Regions from separate parts of the Astyanax mexicanus genome. Here region 1 is linked to region 2. Evidence: chromatin contacts called from public Hi-C data. All regions are on one chromosome and are shown on one strand. Each heading gives the region's core, a stretch centred on a gene start, on an enhancer-like site or on the middle of the called end of the contact. The rest is flanking DNA. Distances are from core to core; before and after follow the strand shown. Region 1 holds the start of slc30a5 (solute carrier family 30 member 5). Region 2 overlaps pik3r1 (phosphoinositide-3-kinase, regulatory subunit 1 (alpha)).

What was found. Hi-C and Micro-C count contacts between places; a contact is called where the count stands out from the background.
Region 1: a Hi-C map of muscle shows a contact between it and region 2, with 12 times the contacts expected there. The contact joins the promoter of slc30a5 here to the enhancer-like site in region 2. A contact is called at or near these places in 3 of 3 Hi-C or Micro-C datasets (blood and muscle).

What each region holds. Positions count from the first base shown.
Region 1 is chr1:19,570,225-19,574,813 of AstMex3_surface, forward strand. It overlaps slc30a5 (solute carrier family 30 member 5), which reads left to right and starts at 2,101. Exons shown (of 16, transcript XM_022667791.2): 1 at 2,101-2,561; 2 at 2,802-2,924; 3 at 3,338-3,404; 4 at 3,503-3,588; 5 at 3,697-3,784; 6 at 3,879-3,966. The coding sequence starts at 2,491.
Region 2 is chr1:19,499,245-19,503,725 of AstMex3_surface, forward strand. It overlaps pik3r1 (phosphoinositide-3-kinase, regulatory subunit 1 (alpha)), which reads left to right. Exons shown (of 15, transcript XM_049474360.1): 2 at 1-639. The coding sequence starts at 306. Among protein-coding and RNA genes, the nearest start is that of pik3r1, 4.5 kb to the left of the region's middle. Within about 2 kb of position 2,402, the one cell type or tissue checked has an H3K27ac peak away from gene starts, as active enhancers do.

The DNA of each region.
Region 1 (4,589 bases), core at 851-3,350, 71 kb after region 2:
CTCAGTCATGGAGGAGGACTTCAGCCTGCTCACAGAATCGCTCACACCAGAACAACACTGACATCTAGCGGCCACGTGAGAAACCAGACCAGAACAGAACCATGCACTGCAAGATTCTGATTACTCAATAATTACATTAACTGAATAATATCCACCCATTATTATACCTGATTAATTTCTTCAGTCTCTCATTCATTCACTTTCTGTTACAGAAACTATTGTTATAAGTATAAAAAGCAGAACAGTTATGATATGATAACAATAATAATAATTATAAGAATAGAAAGAATATATGTTCATTATTTATTTGTTTTTAATTTAACTGAATGTGTGTAAACTGTTAAAAATGATGGACATTTTTATAATTACAATAATTACATCAAAATAACAATAGACATTTGTTAATTGTTTATTTGTATTTAATTTAAATGAACATATAAAAATGTATAATTTTTATAATTGCAATAATTACATAAAAATAACATTAAGAACGATTTTTTTTTTGATCGGCAGAAAATCTGAATATTTTAATTCAATTTAATTATCGATTGATTACATATTAAAGTAGTCCAATTATATTTACATTTACATTACATTTCTTATCCAGAGTGTCTTGCAATGTTATTCCTATTACAGAGGTACTTCAAACCAATGTAATGTTAGGGCCTTTAATCACCAAAAATATTTTAGTGGTAAGTATATTTAAATATATTTTAATAGTAGTTTACAGGTGCACTTATGTTGCTAATTTACATAAAGGGTCACTGCAAGGGCACTGGGCATCACATCTTTCTCTGGACTCCTGTTGACGTGCCCCATTAGCAAGCGTTGCTAATGGTTATTACAGCTACTGTGGACATTGATGGTGCAGTCCACTCACTTGACCTTTCCTGTGGAGCACGTAATGGAGACATATGTAAGCCACAGAGCTGAGGCAGAATCAGGCCAAGGCAGCATTAGCCTTCCTTCCGACATCACTTCCTCCATCTGCTGTCTGGGAGGGAAGACAGAGTGGCACCAAAAGAAGTGAGAAGCATGAATCACCAGCATTAAACACTATTACAGGAGTCAGCAGTGGAGCGGTGCCATCCTAGGATCTGTAATTGTGTCACTGCTGGGTTTCTGCATTTTTTGTCCTTCTTTCTTTTTCTGATTTCCTTATATTTTTCTGCCTAACTTTCCTTTTTTTTTACACTCGTCTTTCTTTCTTTCTTTCTTTCTTTCTTTCTTTCTTTCTTTCTTTCTATAGCATATAAACTGCATAATTAGCACTAGTAGACCTCTCACACACTGATATACCAAGGTTTAAGATTAGATTAAATTAGATTATTTTATTTTGTTATCTTATTTTTTCTTATTTCATAGAACACAGCAAGAGTTCTGATTATTCAAATGACTGAATAATATCCAGCCAAAGAAAAAGGATCTACAGGTATTATTATACCTACATAATTCCTTCAATCTCTCATTCTTAAAAGTTATGTTACAGTAATGATTGTTATAAGTATAAAAAGTTAAATAATTCTGACACAATAACAATGATAAAAATGATATTATAAGAAGAATATGAAATATGTTAATTGTTTAGTTGTATTTAATGTAACTGAATGTATGTAAACTGTTAAAAAATAATGACATTTTATAATTACAATAAATACATAAAAATAACAATAAGAACCAAAATTAATCTTTTATTTCAGCTTGGGGGTGGGACAACATAGAGTTTGGTCTTCAGAAAATCAGAATATCAATATCAATGTCAATTAAATTTAATTATGGATAGATTAAGTATTAAAGTAGTCACATTATATCAATATCAATAAATTACATATTAATAAAATAATCTTGAATGTATTTATTCTTTTTAAAGCAAGCTTTTCTAAAACTATTTTTGTTTATTTTTTTATTTATTTTATTTTATTATTTGTATAGATATTTCCATAGTATTTTCTTCTTTTATTTCATGGTTGCATTACTTACTTTCTTATCCTATTTTTTTAAATCATTTTCTTTCTTTCTTTCTTTCTTTCTTTCTTTCTTTCTTTCACTCTGCATGCCTTTTAATGTATAAAATCTCCGTGTACTTTTATTTTGAAAGGTTGCACTGGTCGCTTCCATGTTTGAGGAAGTGTTGACGTTGATTATCTCCTGGATGCGGTGGCTCGCGCTGATTATGAGGAGATATGAGTAGATTATGAGAGATGTTTTTAGATTTATAGAGGAGTAATGGGTGTTTCGGGGTTCACGGCTGTTCTGGGGGCGCTCGGCGGGCTTGATATCGGGAGCAGCGGCTCGTAAAGCCTCTGAGAGCGGTAGAATGCTGTGCTGTGGTCCGAGCCCTCGGGCCGGTTAGCTGTAGCTGTAGTCAGTGTACGGAGCGGTCAGTCTGTTGGAGATAATTATTACTATAGAGTACTGTAGCTCTGTGTACCTGTGTTTATATGAAGCAGTTTGGTCAGGTTAGTTAACTTACAGTCCAGCAGAAACACGATGGATGAGAAGTACAGCAGTAATGTAATCTCCGGGGGGAAACTGGGGAGAGTTGAAGTGCCTAATGCCAGGTAACCGGCTCTTTAAAGGTCTCATTCTGTTCTGTTGTGATTGTATTATCATTATACCAACAGCATAAACATTTCCCTAGAATGGCAATAATACTGTTTAATCACAGTTTTTTGGGACGGTATGTCATCCATAAAATGAGTTATTGTGACAGATCTGTTGTCAAATGCAATGAGAATATAATTGTTCAATTTCTGTTGATGTTTTATATCTTGGCCTCATGTTTATTTTGTTAATTTCAGGTTGACCAGATATATAGTCCTACTTCTACTCACCAAGCTGTTGAAGGCTCTGGGAATCTTTGAATCCTATGATCTCCTTAAAGTTGTACATGTTGTGCAATTCCTTTTTATTCTTAAATTTGGGTAAGTGTTTTTTTTTTTTTTGTTTCTTTTTATTCAGTACATTCAATAATAAAACTTTATTTTTATATAGCGCTTTTCTAAAACCTGAAGACGCTTACAATCATCATTAGTAGAAACATAGATACAAACAATAAAACAACAAGCAACAGCAGACACATCAACCTAACAGTAGTATGACAACTAGACAGCAGATATGAGTGGTAGAGCACATTAAACCGAGGGAGAGCCATAGATGAGTGAGTCTTGAGATTCGATTTAAACATAGAAAGAAAGGAAGATTGTTTTTCCGCAGATGGGAGAGAATTCCATAGTTGAGGAGCAAGAGGATGGGACTTTACAATATGAACCAAATCCATTTGTACATGCTAACATTTCCTAACATATTTCCTTTCCGGTATGTCTCTCTAACACAGGTGTGCAGTGATTTTACTTTTCTTTCAAAAACCATTCTCATCAGGAAAAATAGTCTCTAAAAGACAGGTATGTGTTGGATAGATACTGCTAAACATTTTACAACACTTTGTTAAACAGTGTATCAAATTGACGATTAACATCACTACCAAATGCTTCTCTTTCAGTGGATCAAAATCCTCAAACATGCTGTTATCAGCTGCATAATCTCACTCATAGGCTTTTTTGGGCTTACACTTTGTGGACCACTAAGGTGAGTCTGTGACCCACAGCTATTAAACTCTTAAACTTAAACTCTATCCTGTTTATAGTTTTGTAATTTTATCATGACCAGGCAACTGAGCTGAGTTTATTTCTGCAGGACGTTGCTGCTGTTTGAGCACAGTGATGTGGTGGTCATCTGTTTTCTCAGCGTTCTCTTTACCAGCTCTGGAGGAGGACCCTCTAAGGTTGGACATGTTGAAGTTGATGCTATTTGCAATAAATTGTCAAAGACTATTTATGAATTTGGTTTGATTGATTGTTTGGTTTTGTTTTGTTTAGACACGAGGCGCTGCTTTCTTCATCATTGCGGCCATCTGTCTGCTGCTGTTTGATAATGATGACTTAATGGCAAAAATGGCTGAACACCGTATCCTTTTTTCCAGTGTCAGTGTGAAGTGTTTAGACAAAAAAAATTGATAATCTGTTGTATATCCGAATATCGATGTGGAATGCATCTTTTCTTTTTTTCAGGCTAAGTAGTTGTTTGATGCAGACATTGTGGATCTCTACCCAATGTTGCCAACTTTTTGTCTGTAGAGTATTGTTTTCAGAACCCTCTAGCAGAGTATTTTCAAAAACTATAGACAAGTCTATTGACTCTTTGTACCAGCTTACCGCTACATTGCACAGAGAATCACTCAAAATGCACATTATAGTATCACAAGTGTCTTACAAGCCTTTAAATGCATGCTTCAATGCAACTCCTTTTTGTGATTTTCTACATTTTAACACAGTCAATATTTACACCCAAACCACTCATTAGGACTCCCCCTATCACTAGTAATGCTACAACACCAGGAGTGTGAAGACTAGCACATGCATGCCTCCTCTGATACATGTGAAGTCAGCCACCACTTATTTTAGATCTGCTGCTGATGCAGCATTGTCGAGTAGCATCACAGCGCACTCGGAGGAAAGTGCAGCGGCTCGGTTCCGATACATCAGCTCACAGAAGCCTTGTGCTGATCAACATAACCCTTTGGAGTGATA
Region 2 (4,481 bases), core at 1,152-3,651:
GTCGTGGTTGCATTAGCCAAAGCACTGGAGCAGATCTTTCACAGATGGGAAAATTGTGTGTGAAGCACCGTGAAGGTGCTCTGGATCACTGGAGAATCAGTTTTACCTAAAGGACGACTCACTGAGTGAGATACTACAGTATGTTGAAGCACTAAGTGCATAGGTTTCAGAGGAAGGCATTTATCACCATTGGTAGATATTTTGTCATATGAATAAAGTGGTTTGTAAAGAACTTGTGGAACGAAAGTAACTTTTCGGAGAAAACATTTTTGACATAAAACCAGAATAAATAATAAGATATCAAGATGAGCGCAGAAGGATATCAGTACAGAGCACTATATGACTACAAGAAGGAGAGAGAGGAGGACATTGATCTTCATGTTGGAGACATTCTCATTGTGAGTAAAGGGGCCCTCCTAGCACTTGGCTACAGTGAAGGTCTGGAAGAGAGACCTGAGGAGATAGGCTGGCTGCCTGGTTATAATGAAATGACTCAGGAAAAAGGAGACTTCCCTGGTACTTATGTGGAGTTCATTGGCAAAAAGAAGATTTCTCCTCCAACCCCAAAACCAAGACCCCCCAGGCCTTTGCCCGTGGCTCCAGGACCAGCCAAGAATGACTCGGACTCCGAACAAGGAGGTGAGTAGTTATTATAAAATTTTGTTTAAACTGTATGTTACTTCTGCAAGTGGTGCACCGTTTTGGAAAATAGTGTAAATAGTTTGGGCAACCCATAAAACTCTGTTCATTTCAGCTTGAAATTAAGTAGTGTTTTTGTGTTCGATTGTTATTATTTTTTTAATATTTCTTCAATAATTTGAAGATCCATTTTTCATTAGATTGGCTTAGCCGTGAGTAAAATCTGTTTGTGTCCAAATCAGTCATCGCTGGACCTCTCTAAAATAGGCACCCACTCTAAAATCTTCTATTAGCAAATACGATTTATTGTTGCTGCATACAGATGTTCTCTGATTATTTCAGGATATTTAAGTTTTGCACCGAGCACAGGGCAGAATTGTAAACATGGCAGAAAGCCCAGACTTGCAGGAAGGCCTCTATACGTTAATGTGTGCTGTATAGTTGTCTGGCATGTTTTTGGTTGGATTTTGTGTTCCCACACCACAGTGCTGAGTGATCTGGCCGTTTAGAGCCTTACATAGCCCCATTCACACCTACTCAAGCATCCTAAAGCTCAGTTAGGGATTGCAAGATTATGGAAATGCTCTACTATTTTAGAGTGAAATGCTCTACTTTTCTGATCTCAGACCAGTTGGATTGTTTTTTTTATAGATGTTATTGCATTTGTAAATAAGCGTGACTGATCATAGTATGGTAATGTTTTTCTTTGTTTTAGCAGTAGAGCCCTGATATCCTTACCCTGATATTTGCTTACATTTAGAAGTGGCGGTTACCCTTTCTAAAATGTTTCGGGGACCATGGCGTATTCCACTCACACGTAGGGGGAAATTGACATTGAACAAATTAGGGCTCACACACCAGGCCTGGCCAATGCTGCGTGTAGTGCGTCACTGGTTTTCGTCCTTAATATGTTCCATTAGGTTCTGATTAAGAAATGCAGAGAGAAACTGTGTTGCCATGGAGGCAGAGTGAGCGGATGTGTTTTGATCAGTACACAGAACATTAGATTATAGGTGAGAGATTGCTGCTCCGTAAAAAGACTGCTCGTTGGTGGTAAAATCAGTATGCTGCAAGTTATCTTCTACTTCCTGACCCAATGTGGTCTTTCTCATTGGTGCAGATTTTTTTTGTGGCTAATGCTAAAAAAAACACACACAGCCCCACTCTATCACTTTGCCGGAAATCTGAAAATACTTGTAGATGTTTTCTGACTTTTTGGAGTTGCCTCCAACAATTCCTAACATGGACTACAGCTGCTTCTGGCGCAAAGCTAAATGCAGACTAGATCAAGAGAATTATGCAAAAATAACGTTGAAATGTCCCTTTTTAATGCACATTGCTCCAAAGCTAGGCCATTTACTGATCCAGTCTCCGCAGTGCTTCCGTAACTCATTATCTATGCAAGCATCTCTACTGTAGAACTTAAACTAAACTTTGCACGTTAAACAATTTTTTCAGATTGAACAGATTTGGTTTGCTATGCTCAAATGCTACGTTTTAGCATGGTTGTTCTTTGTTAAGAGCTGGATGAAAAATCTCACCTCCTGCCAGCAACAGGTTTCTCTGGGGTCTCAAAGTCTCCATGGGACGTGATTGTGAAATTCCTGCAAGGTCTGGCGAGGGTTACTGTCTACATTGACAGTGTTGAGTGGCAGCCCCAGAGCTCAGCGCAAGGGCAAATGTGGCACCAGGAGAAGAAAAGTCTCTGTGTTTGTGTGGCCAGAAGATGTAGAGAGAGGAGCTGGGGCCTGCAGCAGTGGGGCCGGGGCCTGGGGCCGGCAGCCTGGATTCTTGTTGCTTCACAGCGCTTGTGATTTATTACCTGCCACTGAAGGATCTGGCAGATCTCTCTTGCTCACTTTTCCTTCTTGTCCCTCCTTCTCTTCTCTCCTCCTTTCCTTCTCCTCCTTCTTTTAATGTTTTGATAATGTTTCTGGGACTGGGCCCAGCTCAAGTAGGGAATGAGGGAGAGGAGCCGGGGATGGATAGAGGAAGGGAGGCGGTGAGGGGAAGGGTCGAAAGTGTGGGCTTCTTTTTTGTAAGCTTGCTTATTCTCTCTCTCCTGCTCTCCCTCTCTCTTTCTCTCTCTCTCCTGCTCTCTCTCTCTTGTGCTCACTCCAAGCCACAGGGGCTTACTTCAGAGAGCAGCAGATGTGGAATTCCAGCCCGTTCCGGCTCCCGAGCTTTTAAAAACACTGATGTGCTCCTTTTTGTGGGCCTCTAGAGCAAGAGGAACTGTATGTGCTTAGGCCAGGCCAGAACCCAGCCCTTTGCTGGATGTTACATTTACAACTGCTACTTTCTCATTTAACTTAACGTGCAAATGTAGATGGCTTGGGGTGGCTGACCAAATGAGTGAGGGAATAGCAGGGTAGAGTACATGTTGCATAGCTGGAGTTTGAGATAATGTAGCTTTCTCCTTTTCGGGGGCCTCTTCAGCGCTCGGCAGAACATCTGCTGCATGAAGCCGCTCACTGAGAGAGAATTGTTGCTCGGCTTCACAAAGAATGTGCACTTTCCCCTTAACCCAGGAGTAAGCAGCTGGGGGTTGCATGTTCCTTCCCCCACTTCGCTTCCAGTGTTGAGGGCTGATTTATTTCTTAGCAAGTATTTTTTTTTTTTACATTTATAATGTTTTAAATATATAAAGATAAATAAATATTCGAATCATATTGGAGCTTGGGATTATATGTCACTAAATGCTCCATAAAATGAATGTTAAAAAACGAGTAAGCAGTGAAATATAAGTCTATAATCTAACATTACATAAGAAATTAAACAGTGCCGAAATAAGAAATAAGATCGCCAACATTTTTAAATATCGTGACCAATATTATACCCTGAAGTATTGTGCAATATCGCCATCCCTAATTGTCACACCAGGGTACTACTTTCTTGCTGTTTTTTATCAATAGAAAAAAAAAACTTTCATTTCCTAGTTCTCATTTTTCCCCCCGTCTACTAGAGATTATATCTGTCCATTATCATTAATTTTACTTTAATCCTGGGCATATGGAGATATATAGAGTGCGTCATTAGTATCATGACGTTCTGGATCATTGAATTGAGTTGACATTGACAAATCTGGGGATAATTCTTGTATTTTTAAAAATCTCAGTTAGTAGTGTGTGCCATATCAAATGCAATAATAAAATTTAATTTACATTTTGTTGCAGTAGTGTATTCTTGAAATATTTTTTTTAATTTAGTGTTATCCCAAAAATACCCTGAAATATTCTGATATTATGTTATAACCCTACTGTAAGCAACATTATGTGTGTTTTTTTTATTATCAAATTGTAGGAAATCTGTCAATATAAAAACTTTTATATTATTTATGTTATGTATATATATTTTTTTATATACAATTACAACAGGATCTGAATACCAATATAACAGATACAGTATTGCAAAACATACTGAGATACTTCCATACATCATTATTTTATTGCACCCTTAATAGCACTCGCCGTCAGTCAAGCATTATTTAATAAATTAATCACAATTTATCTATTCATGTTTTGTTGTAGACACACTTTTCTCCATTTTATTTTGGCCAGACACCCTTTTATTTTGTGAGACACCCTAGCCCAAATCCCTCCCCCTCCTGTCCCCCAAAAGATAACCCAACAAATGCTTCAACCTGCAACATGTCTGTACAAGAGTACCCCCTCCTTTCTAAACGCTGGGGCCAGACTGCAGTTGTGGTCTTAATGACGTACGTTCCTGTGGGCTAGCCTGGTGGACTGCTGCACTGTGGACAGATTTAGCATTGTGCTGAACCAGTACAATTGTCCCTGTGTGTAGATTGCAGTAAGCAGGAGCTGTTGTGAAAGAAGCAG